Linked DNA regions of Anser cygnoides: region 2 is linked to region 1. The links are chromatin contacts, called in public Hi-C maps. All regions are on one chromosome and are shown on one strand. Each heading gives the region's core, a stretch centred on a gene start, on an enhancer-like site or on the middle of the called end of the contact. The rest is flanking DNA. Distances are from core to core; before and after follow the strand shown. Region 1 overlaps LOC106043357 (high affinity cAMP-specific and IBMX-insensitive 3',5'-cyclic phosphodiesterase 8A). Region 2 holds the start of SLC27A2 (solute carrier family 27 member 2).

Region 1 (4,993 bases), core at 1,641-4,140:
TCTGCTCTGGCATGGCGAGGCAATCCTTGGGGACCTCGGGCTCCCTGCCTGCGTGCTGCTGATGCAGCCTTGCTTTACATCTGCTCAGCTCAGCTAACCTGCCTTAACACTGCCATGGCTAAAGAGAAAATTCATCAGAATTAAAGATTCCACAGAAACCAATGAATTCAGCATCAGTAAAATTCAGTTAAAAAAAGATTTCATTTTTTTCTGTTTACAAGTTCTGTGAAGCCCAAAGTTCAGCTTGCAAACTTCACATAAAGGCACCCAAATGCCCTTTAGAGCTAAAACAGACTCCCACTGTCTTCAGCGCAGTCAGTAAGCCCAGTGAGCATGGGATAATTCAGCACCTATATAAACCTGCCTGAAGTACTCCTGGGTAAAAAACGTAATTAATGCTTAAGTCCTTCTTCGAGATCACCTTATCCATCCTGGAGTTAACACCACGTGGGAGTCTTATCTTACTCCCTCTTACTATTTCATTCAAAGCGCCGACTGAACTGCAGGCTTAGGAGCACCCAGCTTTCAAAACTGTAGTAACCACCTTCAATCGAGATTGTACAAAGTAACCTGCTCGTTAGAGTAACCTGCTCGTTACCCCTCAGCTACAGCAGCCCACTCTGAACATATCCCCTGCATAAAGTCCTGCCGCTGCCCTTCCCAATTTCAGGCATTTGTAATTTTGTCAGCTTTTGGAAGAGAAGTTGTGCTGGGTTTTGGCAGCAAAGTAGGAGAGAAAACAATTTTCAAGGACTTCCCAATGTGAAAATATATGCAACTTTTAGTCAGTAGAAGTCCAGTCAGGGATGTGGCAGTTTAAAGTCTTCAAAAGATGTAGTTATAAAACTTGTCTGTTCACTTCTCCCATCCTCATGTTCTTTTCTGGTAGCTGTCAAGCTGGTTCAGTAGCTGTAGAGCAGTTGAGAAGGAATCTATTGGGTGAGAACACCCATCAATGCTATTTCTTTTGCTGTAAGTACATTAATATCATATTAACCTTATCACGCTGTGTTATCAGACTGAAGGCATACACTTGTGCACAGCACAAAACTACCAAAACCTTGTTACACCATGGAATGAACATGCCGATACAACAAAGCAGTGTAAATGTTCTCCTTCACTGGTCAAGCACAAGTAAAGGGGGATACCCCACGGCCCCGTGCCGCTTAGACCATGGGCAGCTAGGAGGGGAACCTTCCCGTTCCTCGCCTTGCCTCAGCTGGAGCCTCATGCAGCTCGGCGGGGCCTGGTGTTCGCACAGCGTCTCTGCGGGTCGCTTTCAGCCCCGCAGTCCCAGCAGTCCTGCACCCCCTCCAGAGCCCTGACACCTCCTCCTGCCCCCTCCAGCTGCAGAAACGAAAGTCTCGGTAATGGGCCCACTGCGGCTCCAACCACGCGGATGAGAGCTCCTTCTCTTAGCTCGTCAATCCACCTCAACACCCCAGCTACTTGGGCTGACTCGTTCTTTTGTTCCCCTCCGAAAAATGACTGCCTACAAACTCCCGCAACCAGTTCACACCTTCCCTTCTGGCAGAGAGGAAAGCGGCTTTCAGGCACAGGTGTCGGCGGTGCCGCTCCTTCTGCCTGCCCCAGTCTCTCGTGTCATACTTTATAAGGGACTCTCCCTGGCCTAAAGCAGCGTACCATCCTAATGGCAAGTCCCTTCAGGAAAAAAAGCAGGTTTTACAGTTTAAGGCTAAAACCTCATTTAGAGAAGAACATAACTCCTTCTCTTGCAGCGCAAGGAACAAAGCACAGTCTATGGGGTGCAAGGGAAGCTTCAGTGGTCACAACTCTTCCCTTTTTTTGGCCATGAACATGTCTCCAACTAATGGTTTCTGGCAAAATGTAGCTTGAACACCATGTTACACTTTTACAAAGATTACTATGTTATTGTTTGGCAAAGCTTTTAATTGACTGCTAGATTATTTTTAATGAGCAGGAAGTAAGACAAAATTTGCTACTGAATTTTACTTTGAAAGACATTTTTTTTAACATGCTTCTACATTTCATTGGCACATGGCATTCAGTGCAAATGCATGCACACGGCAGCAAACACCTTTCCTGCTAGCAAGGAAGTTTTGCATTGCAGTTATCACAATGCAAATGGTCATAAATTTCCAGAAAAAAAAAGGCACAAGCAAGACAGGAAGCAGAGTCATAAGATGTAGGGCATGGCTCTGAGACTGAGCAATAAGGTCCAGAGCCCAGCTCAGAATGGGAAAGCACTAGGTAATGGATCACAAATTGGTGCAGTGGAGGAAAAAAAAAAAAAAAAAAAAAGGAAAAAAAAGCTTTGGACTGGTTCCTTTTTAACCCAGCCGTAACTGAAGCAAAGTCCACGTTGCCAGGCCAGGGGAGCAAAGGGAGGAGTCTGACACAACTGCAAGGCAAGCCAGGAGCTCAAACATCCCCGGACCTTGGAACCACTTGCAAAATCCTTTAGTGCTGCAAACCCCACTGACCATACTGAGCAGCACAGACTTTGAATCCCTTCACACCTTGTCTAACCCTACTGTGACCAGTGTCCGGACCGACTTGCCATCCTAGGTGCCGGCAGTGTCAAACAGTACGTTCGATAGCACAGATTTCTCCCTTCCCCTCCCCCTGCCTATGTATTATCAACTCCGTTTGACTCGTTCACACTGGGAAACAACAAATAAACAAACCCGAACTTCCCCTTGAAAGAGAGGACTTCTTGTAAGGAGCCCTGGGAGTATGAAGCAGAGGGACCAACGCTGGGAAGACCAGTCCTTTCCAAAAGCACACAGAAGCAGACAACCTGGAGACAATACTAAAACCCTGAAAGATTTGACTCCACAGACATCTCTCTTAGGGAAACAGGACACTCGGACACGGCAGAACACAGATTTTTCCAGTTTCCTCCATATGTACAAGGCATCTGCCCTACTGGGCATCCAAGAAAGCCACCAGGACAATAGGAATCTTTACTTTGGCAGAAAATGGCACATAGCATATAAACAACATGAAGACTAAGATGCGAGCTGGCCTTCCAGGGTTGCGTTCGTTATCCGTGACTCCCATACATGGCTGTGTGTTATCTTGCTTTTGATTTAGTTACCTTTACCTCATTTTTAAGGGTTTATTTAGAAAATTCTACAAGGCAATAAATTACTAAACATCTAGGGGACCTGAAGAAAACTGCACACAAAATGCCTCATTTACAGCACATATTCCGACTCCTGCTGTCTACTGTATGTGATTTGTTGCTAAACCATATAGATTCTGAAAACTTCTGCTCTGCTATTTAATTTGTCCAACAGAGCCTGTTTTGTTGACCTCTGGGCTCCCTGCAAGGCCTGTTTTCCCAGACTCTCAGAGGGATGGATTGAGCTGGCTTGAATGAGGAGTGTCATATTTACTGTGGGCTGGGAAAAGATGAGGGCTTTGCTTAGTGCTGACATGTGTCAACTTCAAACCTGTAATAAGTGCATTTTTAGAAACAGAATTGTCTGTAGGGTTTTGTCTGGAGCTGACTGCGTTGTATCACTTAGAAAGAGGCACAAGAGGATTGTGAGGCCACATAAAACTGGATTATGACAGTGAACCAACTGGGCATTAGGAGTAAGCTAATTAGAAAAGAAGAATCTGCATGTACACACACATCTCGCTAATCAGTGACTGGGAAAGAAAGTACTGAGAAAATATATGGCAGCTAAACAGGATTTTAACTTGATATTAGAAAGAAAAAAAGACCCTTCCTTCAAGGACAAGCAAGCAGGAAAGCAGAAGATATGGTTGGTAAGAACAGCCCTGCCACACAAACAGCAGGGCTGGGCTCACCTAAGTTCGGGAGAGACTACGGACCTCAGTCATCTCAGACCCCAAAACAGCCACCGTAACAGCAGGAGCCCTTGGAAACCTGCATGGCTTCAGGTGCAGCTCCCACAAGATGACACTGCCCTGTTGATATGACTTCATGTTCATAAGGGATCCGTCACAGTGACTCCCGGAGAGAGCTAGGGATCTGTCACAAATCCCAGAGAGCCAGTGGCACCACAAATTCCTGAGTGAACCATGCTGACGCATTAAAGACAAAGAGGAACAGAATTATATATCTCTGCAGAAATGTCCTGGCCAGGGAGCTGCACCCAGATTTCCCTGGCAGTTTGCTGACACTCATGGTGTTTACGCACTAGGTTTTTTCTGCAAAGCTACTAGGTTCTCCCCTCAGACCAGCAGTGCCTTGGAAACAGTATACAATAAACTACCTAACATTTTCCTTCTTTTTCATTTTTTAATGACTGAGGACAATAGCTCCTTAAAGCACAGTATTAGGCCTTTAAAAAAATTGTTCCAGGCTACACAAGAAGGCTTCTTAGCATGCTGAGCAGCACTAACACCATGATCCTACACCCAGTGATACCTGAAAACCAGAGTTAACATGGGATATAACTAAGCAACAAGAAAATCTAGCCCTGGTGAAAGCAGTAAAGACTTGTAAATTGACATCTAACACTCGGCAGCTGAAGTCACCTCCCTAAGCTAGAGTCTAGGCGTACAGTTGCAAGGTTCACATTGCAACAACAAACATCATCCCAAGAGAAGGCTCCGACTCCTGGCTTTGTACCATTCACAACCCACTGGTGCTGTGTTCGTACGGCTTACAACGTCAGCCGAGACCCAGGAGTATTTTCACTCCAGGGGCCATCTGTTATCCTCTGCACAACAACCGCTATTAACTCATTGTCACTGGGAAATCATTTACTTAATAATACATTGAGTTGGCTGTTCTTGCTGCAGAAGAAAGCCGTTCCATAAACATGATGATGTATTTCCAAACTTCAGTATTCACCGCTGGCTTCCCTGGGTATTCCAAATTCTTTGCAGATTTTTAAATCTTCTCTTGTGATATAGACTTTTGGGAAGAAACGGTGTATTAATAGTTTGCTTGTGGTCTTGACTAGACCTGAGAAACAAAAAGATCAAATCAGTGTTTCCCAAACTACTTCTCAAAGTAGAGGAGGAAAAT
Region 2 (4,993 bases), core at 1,408-3,907, 120 kb after region 1:
GTTAACACAAAGGAACATAAAGGAACTTGGGATAGAGTGCAGCAAAGCAAAGGTACCCTGCAACATACAGATTTCTTGTGGGGTGTTTTTTTTTGGCAGGGGGATGGACAGGGGAGCAGGGAGAACAGAAGGACTGTGCAATCCATCAGACAAAACTTTCTTGAAAATTCTAGGGTCACAGGAAAGGTTCACTCACTTGGAAAAGTTTTTTGGAGACTGTTGATCGCAAAGTATTTCAGTGAACAGAGGTGTCAAATTAGCTGCAGCTGAGACCAGCAAGTCAGCTTGCCTAGCTGATCTACTAGAAATCCTGATGCATTACAAATTTGTAAGCATCATTCACCAGAAGTGGGGAAAGATCTGGAAAAATACCAATAAACTGCTGATGTTAGCACAGTTTAAGTGGTGCCAGCGCATGTATTTCACTGACCCTCATCTCCTGAACCTCTGCCAGACTGCGAGGCCAAAAATGGAATGGCTCGAACTTTGCCATGGATAGGTTCACTGACTTATCTCTCCATATACTATGAGCTTGGTTGTTGCATTCATTATTTTTTTTTCCTGGTTAATAGGACCAGTTGCACCTTGCAACTCATATAGAAGAGGGAAGGGAACAGAAGGAGAATTTGAAACACTGCATGTAGGGAAGGAGATTGAGCTGCTGCTTATCGTCTCCTCACTCCCTCCTTTTCATTGTTCATAGTACTAATATGAGCCTTGATGAGCCAATTCTACTCTGTGAGCCAGCAGGGAACTCACCCAGCAAAATATATTCTGCTGGTTTAGTGAGCTGGATTGGTCGCTGAAGGGTCAGAAGAGCACTGGAGCTGCAGTAAGGGAGGCAGAGGTAGAAGGCCACATAAGGATGAGAGGGAAACAGAATCACCCCTTTTGGCCACACCAATGAATTAGATCAGGTCAGCCTGTCTCATCTAATTGCAACCTCACAGAAACACTGAGATAATACTGCAAATAAACCCTTAAAAGCAACTGCAAATTTGAAAATGTGTCAGGTAGGCATTTCAAACTGGAAACTGAAGATAGATTTCAGCTTAGCAGTCCTGAAAAATATCCCATTGGGAGTGTCAGGTGAAGCAGACAAGAGAAGAACAAACCCCAGCTGATTTGTTACACAGACTCACTCAAACCGCAAGTCTTCCACTCTGAACCCCATCTCAAAAAAAAACAAAAAACAAAAAAAAAAAAAAAAAAAACAGGAAAGCTGCATACAGAGTGCTGGGCTTTCCCATGATTCCTGTCCCTTAATTAGCAGAACAGTGAGCTTGAATCCCAAATTAACACAGTGTTCCAGCTACTTTTTACCCTCTGGTGACATCTTGTGGAAAAAACAAAGATACCCCTGCCTGGTGCCTAACACACCGAAGCCACGGGTGCCTGAACCTGTAGAGTGGAAGTCTCTTTCCCAAGTCCACAGGAGCGCTGTAGCATTCTCTATGTTTTAGTTTGTCTTTATTTTTTCTTTCCCTTACTGTTCTATGGATAGTGCAAACGAGCACTGTAACAACAAACCCTGTACAAAGAACTGAATATAGAGGTATTAAAAAAGCAAATAGGAGAGTAGAGCACAGAAACTGAGAAATGAGGGGAGTAGTGAACTAATTCCTTGAACTACGTTTTCTACTAATAAACATATCATTTATATTTTCTAAAGCTGAGGATAATCAACTGTTGAGCAATTAGGGTTTGATAGTTAAAGTCAAAAGGAACCTACAAACTGCTTGCCACAGTGGCAGGAGAAAGCAAATTATCAGCACCACACAATCAAAGATCTTTGTACACCCTGAAATACTAAGTGGCTAACCCTCCCAGTATGCTTGTATGCCATTGACAGAGGCTAGAAGCAAGAACCCAGCTCAAAATTAAGTCCAGACACTAAGAAATGGAAAAGGTTAGTAATACTTCGTACCAATATTATTTTGGAACCTCCATTTTGAAATATTTGCACATTCTTTATGAACAACATAAAATTAATTTCTCATATTTCTTTAACTGCATATGTCACCTGCAGAGGTGTAATTTTTATTAATCTAGCAAGAAAACTTTGTATGAAAGATTATTCACTGTTCTTAACTTCAAGGTCCTTAATTTCTGCAGCCATTCTAGGAAATTTAATATTTAAACTTTTCAACAATCTATTTCTCTACCATAGTATATTTTTAAATAATTGAATGCAAGTGATCAGCTGATGTTTATGGCTTTCCCAGCTTATTTCTTACATCTACTCTGAAACTACTTTCTGAAGAACTATTCCAGAACAACTTTCCACCAAGATATACTTATTTCAGAACATGAATTTCTAAACAAAGAGTTATTCCAAAATAGCTGTAGCCCTTTAAAGTCACCCCCTATCTTATATCACAATAACACATACCAAAGATGTAACACTCCTGTTCTTGGAAGGAAAAACAATTTCATATCTTCCTAATAAAAAAAAAAAAAATCATACCTCATCAAGAATAACCACCTATGCAATAGAAAATAGAATAATCTTCTCCTTAGAAGTTCTGATATATGATCATCCTCAGCAAAGATGATGAACATTTTGACAGTAACTTCAAAGGAAACAATTGAGCCAGTGTTCTCTAACGTTGTTAATCACTGAACTTATTATTATTATTAAAAACAGCAACTCACCAATGGGTAGTAATCTGCCATCCTGCCATTTTCATCTGCTACCTCTGGACACCTACATTCACCAGTGTAAGTGGATGTTATGCTGAAAACAAAAGTAGCTTAGGTTAGACTCATAATGTTGGAACAAAATCACAACTACATAACAAGAAATACATTCCCTTTTGAATTATGCTGGCACCTTGAAATGTAATTCCACAGAGAATATTGTTGCAGAGAAAAGAAAGTTCCATGAACATCAGCTGTCATGGAGATATCATAAAAGGATATATCTGTGTTTCAAGTGCTTCCACAAAACATTAGAAGAACGAAAGCTGGAAAGAACTAGACTATGGAGGGGAGCATACATAGGAAATCAAACACTCGTTAACAGAGCACCCACTGAAGCCCCAGTGATCAGCTGCAAGCAGCCTCTTGTCTCCACACAGACTGACTGTGGGGGCTCTGCAGGGGTGCCCAGGCAGTGTCAAACACTGCCAAGAGGCCTTCTGCAGCGCCTGACCCAGGGGCAACGGCCAGCACTGCTGACTGCTTGCAGTAGGTGAGGCCCTTGACCAGTTTCTGGCACAGCCTCAAGCACACATGCTTCTTGTAACGCTAAACACGTGTTAACTAGTCACAGAAGACTCTGTCAGCTTTCTAGAATAACTCTAGATTTGCAGTAGCTAATTGGAAAAAAAAAAGGGGGGGGGGGTAGGGAGGGTATTAAATAGTGTTTACTGAACTATGAAGATAGCAAACAAGTCAACAAAAAAGCACTTCTTGTCTCTAGGCTAACAGTGTTTAAACTGATATTTGGATTAGTAAACCAAGATTCCTGGAATAGCAATTCCCCCACAAAACATATTTAAAAACCAGAAAAGCACCAAACACTTAAAACCCAGATCATGTGTGTGGCACATTTCATGATATATTAGCCTCAAATGACATATGAAATAGCAGTTAATTACCTATTAAAACTGCTATGATAATAAGAAATACTTGAACACACAAGGCTGTATCTAGCAGTGGACTAACACACCTCAACCCCTTGGGATTATTGACGAAAACCAGATTGTCCCAGTGTACAGCGCAGACTCATTCCTAAGAGGACTTTGCTTCATGATTTTAAAGAACAAAACAAATCTTAGCATTAAATCAAAAGTATCAGAAGGAGCAGTATAAACATAGGTAGCTAGGGCTTGGTAAACATTAGAGAAAATAACAGGAACTCAGGAAGTATAGTGCCTAGTAATGCTGACGTAATTACTGCCTTGTGGGTAAAGAAGTACCAGATTTGACATAGAAGAGCAGAAAACTGTGACTGAGAAGGCAATAAACTGTTCCCTTGGTGGTGAAGGAAGGAAGGAATTAATCTTTCTTCACAGCAACAGCTACTTAAACTTCACTGAGAAAAGCCGCGGTTGCAGGCTTATCAGAAGGGCGAAATTCTGGCGTCAGGGTTGTCAGAGTAACCAGTGTCTCTCCAAGCCCTCGGCAGGAGCAAGACTGAGAGACTGGGGCTGTAAATCGCTTTTGTGCATCTAAAATACTAATAAACATGTTTATTTGCTTCAAAGTAATAAAAATAAATAAATAAAACAAATCACCCCCCACATTTTCAGCTGACTCAGCTCCTATTTACCTATTTAGTCTACTTACTCCCCAGTGAGGAAGAGCACGAGGACTGGTACATCCCGAGAGGTAGGGAGCACGAAGTACGTGCTCTCCAAGTCAGCTCACCCCTTGTCTGCCTCATCCTAAATTTCTCTCAGTGGGACCCTTGACTAGGCTTGGCTGCCTGTGTCCCTGGTGGCTGGAGGTTGAAACTCCAGATGATCTGAGCCCCCTCAGGCTGCGTTCTGCCGTCAGAACGAGCACCAGTCTCATTCGCAGTGGAAGGTGCCAGCCTCATCCGAGGGCACTGAAGACTGAGGAGGAGGAGGAGGGACGGTGTAGGTCAGTCAGCACCTGCTGGTACCACGGTGCGCTGCTGGGCTGTGCCTTGAGGCGCCGCCGGGAGAAGGCAGGCAGCACCCAGAGCTGAGGGAGCCCCCTCGCTGAGGACAGACAGACCGCCCGGCCTCAGACGGGGACCGAGAGAGGACCGACGGCCGCCAGGAGGCGCGGCAGGAGGCGGGCGCGGCCGTTGGGCCGCCCTCTCCTCAGCACCAGGCGCGGTTTGGCGCCCCGCCTGCCCTCCCGTCAGCGCGGGGCCGGGAGGTCGGGGCGGCCGGGGAAGGCTTTGTGGCGCTGCTTCCAGAGCAGAGGGGCTGCTGGCGGCCTCGGGTGAGGAGAGCGGTGCTGCTCAGGTGCCGGGGGAGGGAAACGCCGCCCTCGGGCCTCTGCCGAGCCCCTCTGC

Evidence for each region. Hi-C and Micro-C count contacts between places; a contact is called where the count stands out from the background.
Region 2: a contact with region 1 is called in a Hi-C map of liver, with 5 times the contacts expected there. The contact joins the promoter of SLC27A2 here to the enhancer-like site in region 1. A contact is called at or near these places in 2 of 7 Hi-C or Micro-C datasets (granulosa cells and liver).

Annotation. Positions count from the first base shown.
Region 1 is chr11:10,609,256-10,614,248 of Taihu_goose_T2T_genome, forward strand. All of the region lies in intron 1 of LOC106043357 (high affinity cAMP-specific and IBMX-insensitive 3',5'-cyclic phosphodiesterase 8A), which reads right to left. Among named protein-coding and RNA genes, the nearest start is that of FSD2, 100 kb to the left of the region's middle. Within about 2 kb of position 2,891, at least 2 of the 3 cell types and tissues checked have open chromatin away from gene starts, as enhancers often do. A contact at or near this core is called in liver, where this site is marked.
Region 2 is chr11:10,732,319-10,737,311 of Taihu_goose_T2T_genome, forward strand. SLC27A2 (solute carrier family 27 member 2) reads left to right here and starts at 2,658. Exons shown (of 3, transcript XM_067003877.1): 1 at 2,658-2,721; 2 at 4,642-4,993. The coding sequence starts at 2,658.